Regions from separate parts of the Mus musculus genome. Here region 2 is linked to region 1. The links are chromatin contacts, called in public capture Hi-C maps. All regions are on one chromosome and are shown on one strand. Each heading gives the region's core, a stretch centred on a gene start, on an enhancer-like site or on the middle of the called end of the contact. The rest is flanking DNA. Distances are from core to core; before and after follow the strand shown. Region 1 has its middle 22 kb from the start of Slc2a3. Region 2 overlaps Gm32673 (a long non-coding RNA gene).

Evidence for each region. Capture Hi-C pulls out chosen DNA fragments and counts their contacts.
Region 2: a contact with region 1 is called in a capture Hi-C map of embryonic stem cells, with 4 times the contacts expected there. The contact joins two enhancer-like sites. A contact is called at or near these places in 4 of 115 datasets of contacts at active chromatin or transcription factors (embryonic stem cells and extraembryonic endoderm stem cells) and 1 of 9 other capture datasets (embryonic stem cells).

What each region holds. Positions count from the first base shown.
Region 1 is chr6:122,763,099-122,765,798 of GRCm38.p6, reverse strand. It overlaps a transcript of Slc2a3 not described here. Among named protein-coding and RNA genes, the nearest start is that of Slc2a3, 22 kb to the right of the region's middle. RefSeq lists an enhancer at 1-1,770. Within about 2 kb of position 1,293, at least 236 of the 459 cell types and tissues checked have an H3K27ac peak or open chromatin away from gene starts, as enhancers often do. A contact at or near this core is called in embryonic stem cells and extraembryonic endoderm stem cells, where this site is marked.
Region 2 is chr6:125,440,466-125,443,165 of GRCm38.p6, reverse strand. All of the region lies in intron 4 of Gm32673 (a long non-coding RNA gene), which reads right to left. Among named protein-coding and RNA genes, the nearest start is that of Gm32673, 11 kb to the right of the region's middle. Within about 2 kb of position 1,290, at least 8 of the 459 cell types and tissues checked have an H3K27ac peak or open chromatin away from gene starts, as enhancers often do. A contact at or near this core is called in embryonic stem cells and extraembryonic endoderm stem cells, where this site is marked.

The DNA of each region.
Region 1 (2,700 bases), core at 44-2,543:
CACCACATAGACCTAGTTGACCTCTAACTCACTGATCCTCCTGCCTCTTCTCCAGAGTGCTGGGATTAAATGTTTGTGTCAATCCGACCAGCTTCCTGATACATTTTAAAAGATATAAGGAAGCAAAATTGAAGGAAAATTGGATTTATGTACGACTTGTCCAAAACAGAGAATGATGCCTAGTTTTTCTCCGCCATTTCTGTAACAGGTGTAAATTTTACAGAAGTGATGAAACAAAGGCCAGGAAATAAGGGTATGATAAAGTTGTCAGATCCCTGTGAAATCTTTCCCGGTAGGCAAAGTGCCCCGTCCTAACCCCCACCCCACCCCCACCACCGTCCCTTAACCCTCCTCACCAGGGGATCTGCACCCCACCTCCACCCTCAAACGCTTGGGAGTCCTGGGGAAATTTTAATTCTTTGGTCCATTGTTTGAATAGGTTGATAGCTAAGGGGAGGAGCTGGTGTCTCTCCCAGATTATCTCCTCCTGCTGGGTCCGTTACAAAAGCCTACAGTCGCTCGAATGCCACCGAACAATGACCGGGTAACCTCAGTGAGAGCATGCTGCAGGAGAATGTTCTAAGAGTAAATTTGCACTCTGATGATTGCAGTGGGGTGGCACGGAGACAGGAGACTGCAGGCATCAAAAATTAGTCATCTACCCGAACAGCTGGAATGGGTGAACGCTTTTGCACGCGTAGTATATGTAAAGCTGACTGAAATAAAAAGAAGCAGGCAGCGTGGGAAACGTGAGCGACCTGGTGTGCTGCACGACGAAGCCGAATGGCCTGCGGCAAAATAGATGGACAGGTGGGGAGACTGCCGGGCGCAGGTGGGGCATTCGCCCTCGCCCTCGAGGCAGACTCTGGCGTAACCTGCTGCTCCACAGAGATGCCTCGGATTCCTGACAACTGCACTTTCTCAGCCCCATCCGGTGGGCGCTGGCCGACCCCGCCCGGCAGAAGGGACGTGCGTATTGGCACGGCGCCCGGCAGCCCCCGCGGTCCCTGAGTCGCTTGGATCTGCCTCCCCAGCTCGCTGACTCATTCGCGCATCCTGCAGTGTTCCGCTCCTTCCCTTGGTCCTCACGTTCCCTTGACGTTTTTGGTTGACTTGTCGGGAGGAGGCGGGGGTGGGGGTATTAAAAAGAAAGAAACGGACTGGGAAAGGCGGAGGGTGAATTTAGAAGTAAAAGGTAGGGTGGGCTGCAGACCACCAGGAAGAAGGAAAGGGTGGGCCTGGGAAGGATCAGATGTGTGTGAGCATGCGCAGAGCGTTGGGTCACCCTGCACCATCCGCAGCGAACTGCGCCACTGTGGCACGATCGACGACCGACGGAAAAGAACAGCCCTGCACATTAGGGCTATACATTTTGTGCTACTTGCTATTTAGGCGTGCGTCGGGGTCGAAATAAGCAGAAGAAAGTAGAAATAAGGGCTTTCTGGTGCCTGCCTCGCCGTCCTAACATCCGCCGTACTCTACCTTTCTCTGTGCCCCAAACCAAGGAAGCACGTGAACGCTGCTTGCATGCATTTAACCCTTAATGACATTTTAGGACTTTGGATAGACATGTTCTTCATAACACCAGTCGCGGGACATAATCTGATGTGTTGTAAATTGGCATTAGAAAATCTAAGCATGTTATCCTTTAAACACATCTTGAGCTGGGATGTTTAACCTAAGTGCTTCAGTCTCTGACCCTCACTTCTCCAGCCTGAAAAGGGAATATTACCCATGAGAAAATGAGGAACTCCCTGCTGAGTCTGTTGGCCTTGGCCCATGCTCAACAGTTATCTCCCTACATTGGTCTTTGGTTGGGTCTATGCAGACTGTTTGCTACCTTTTAAGCGCGCGCGCGGGGGGAAGGAGGTGTTCACAAAAAATGACTAAGGTGGGTGTAAAGAAAACCTAAGGACAATTCATCAACTAATCTTCAGCCACCTCTCCTCCAGTCCCAGTTTTTCCCTCACTAATGACATGGATGACAGCAGTATACTCAAAGTGACTTCCTCTCAGTGCTTACTCTCCAGTAAAATCTAAAGCTGCCTGCAGGCCCCGGGGGAACCTGGAAAACCAGCCTCTAGGCCCAGTGCCCTTAAGTAGGGCACTCTCACGGTGGCACTCCCGTGGATTCCTGTTACATGAAATGAAAGATATTGAGAGAGAGACTGAGACTGAGAAAGACTTTCCTGTTGAGTACGGTCGGTTGTCAGTCTTGGCTGGACCATTTTTTCATTCACAGGAAGTCCTCAGAGTTTCCCCGCTCAGAGGCATGTTCTTTGTCTCCAGCCTCTGCTACCACAGACAGTGCCTCCTTCCTTCTTCTGATCCCAGCCAATGACTGTGATCTCACAGCTTTAAGGTCCCATTTCATTTGCCTCATCTACAGTAAAACTCGGGAGTTGGTAACTTTTACTGCAAAGGGTCAGATTATGTAAGTGTTTTAGGGTTTGTGGACCACAGTGTCCCAAGAGCCTTGTTGCCTCACTGGCCTCTCTCTGTGGCCTCTCCATCTCCTCTGACCTGAGAGGCTCTCCAAACAGCCTGGGAATAGGGCCCTCACTGAGTACCAGGGGGGTGGCTCCTTTCCTGGAACTCGGTATCAGCTGTTTATCTGCAGCCTCCAGATCCCTAGCCTTGGAAGATGCTTCCTGTGGGAGTGGGAGGGGTCTAGAGAGGGTAATAGTGAGTGAGCATGAC
Region 2 (2,700 bases), core at 41-2,540, 2.7 Mb before region 1:
TGGGATCTTTAGAAGGTAGAACCCAGTGGGAGGGAGTTAGGTCTTTCAGGATGGACCCTTAAGGATGATATTGGGAGCACAACCAATATCTTCTTCCTCTCTCTTTGCTTTTTGACTATTACAACGTGAACACCCTTGCTCTAATGCACCACTACAGACCCCAAACAGCAGGACCATATAAGAAACCTACAAAAACATGAGCCAACATAAATGTTTCCTTACGTCGATTATTCCAGGTGTTATTCCACAATGATGGAGAGCTGACTAACAAAGGCATCCACAGCCGAGCTCTCCGGCAGCCCCTCCTGGAGATGCACAGGTGCATGCAGGCATGAATACAAACGCACAACTTCCCCAAGGCTCCAGGCCTCAGCTGCTGCCCCCGCCCTCTCCCGGAATGTGAACGAGGAAAGCAGTCTTGCCACACCAAGAGAGCATCACAAGTCTCTGCCCTCACTGAGAGCAAAAGTTAATTAAGCCTTCACAACTACAAAGGAAAAAAAAATGCCACAGAGCAACGAGAATATGTGTGCAAGATGGGAAGAACGGGACAGAATGCAAATAGGATTATGTCTGCTTAGATGGAAAGATGCCCCCAAAATCTGGGAAGATAGTTGCCGTTGTGGAGAGAGCCTGCCAGAAGGGAAGGGAGGAGACATTCCAGAATGCTCCCTTCTGGGCCTCTTGTAAACAGTTGAAGAAGTAAACATGGGTGCTTTGGCATACAGCTCAATGGTGGGCATTTGCCTAGCTGGCCCTGGGTTCTGTCCTCAGTTTTAGAGAAAGACAGAATCGTAAATATAAAATGTACTCTAGTGCTTGATGCTACAAGCAGCAGACTACTTAAGACACCCCTCAGCTGAGGTCTAAAGTGAGCAGACACTTTTGTGTGCATGTACGTGTTGCTGGTAATTAAACACAGGGCCTCATGAATGCCAGACAAGTGCTCCATCCCTAAGCTACATCAAGAGGGGACTTTTTCAAGGGATTCACAAAATAAAGGCCTGGTGGCTAGGGGTTGACTCTGGGAGCTGCCAAATCGTAGACTTCATATTCAGGATCCCAGAACTCCTTGAGATGGTTAGCTTTTTGCTCCTTTTTCTCCCTTTACCAAGAGGTCCAGCTGACTGCTACGCTCCTGTCTGGTCACATCCGTGGCCACCAACCTGAATCACAGTTCTGTCAGTCTGTGATAAGATTGTCTTTGGGCCAGTACCCAGTCCTGTAAAAGCAGCCAGCTGTGGGTCAGGGTAGGAATAAGGAGGCTTTAGAGACAGTTGCCTGCGAAGCTTCTCTCAAAAGAGATTGTAGACACAGAGATTACACAGTACACAAACAGCCCCAGGATACCATGGATTCGGGGCTCTGCATTCATCTCTCCCAGCTGGCCTGGCCTCACCTGACCTGGAGCACTGCATCTCCTGCATATGTTCTATGAACAGAGGTGAGGGTATGATGGGCTGTGACCTTTGTTCTAAAGAGGAAAGTTCACAGAGAGAAACACCTGACTGCAGAGGGTCCTTGTCCCTCTCCTCATCCCTGCTCTGGCCCCTTTGCCAGAACTCTAGCAGTGATGAAAATATTAGAAGTTCAGGGAAGTCCACACCCACAAAACCAGAGACAGATAAATCACAGTTGACACATGGGATTTCAAATCAGAAGTCTTGGGTTTCCTACCCATGCCTCTTAGTAGCAATATGACTTTAGGCAAGACGTTGAACTTCATAGAAAGTCAGGTTTTATTTTTTTGTTTGTTTGTTTTGTTTTGTTTTGTTATTGTTAAACATCTTTACCATGATACCTAATTCCTAAAACTGCAGATTAAAAACAACAATGATAATTCTGGTGTGCCTATCAACAGGACAGGGCAAAGCACTGCAAAGTTTCCTCCATCTTATATTCTTTCTGGGGCCATTTTAGGTTTAGCTAGAATTTGATCTCTTTGACAAAAAGTCTCATGGAAAATTAACTCTTTTCTAGGAACTTGAGGTCAAAGTGCCCCAGCTAACTTATCTTAGCTTCTGTTAAATGCCCTGTTTATGGAATACCTCCCCTCCAACTAAATGCTTATCTTAGTTTCTGTTAAACTACTCACTTGCACAAAACCTTCCTCCTGCAGCTGCTGAGTAAGATGCCTGGACATGGTTTTTGCCTTTAAAAAACCCTTACTCTAAACAATTAACACTACACTTGGGTCCTGAATACTTGAGTGTAACCATCCAAGCTGGCTGGAACAAAGACTTCTGTAGGCTGTGTCTGAGTGGTCATCCCTGGTGGGCTCCCCATAACAACAAAGCTAGCCTATTAGTTGCATATAGCAGGAACTCTAATCTATCTCCCCCAAGCAAATCTACCACAGAGCCATACCCCTCCCCAACCTCCCCATCTTTCTCCCTCTGTGGTCCCATTTTCTCTCTTCTCTCTACATCACAGTCATATGATAACTCTCAGCATCCCCACCTGCTACTCTGAATTCTTTGGTCATAAGTCACAGTACACCCTATTCTGATTGACCCTTGTGTGAATTGAAATATTTTGGCTTTATTTTTGTAAATGTATGTCATGTGTATGTGTGTATGTGCCTATGCGTGTGTGTGGATGGACTTGTATGTGTGCATGAGCATACAGGTATGTGCACACATAAGCAAGCATGCCTGTAAAGACCAGAAGACAATCTTGGGTGTCATCCTTAAAAGTGGC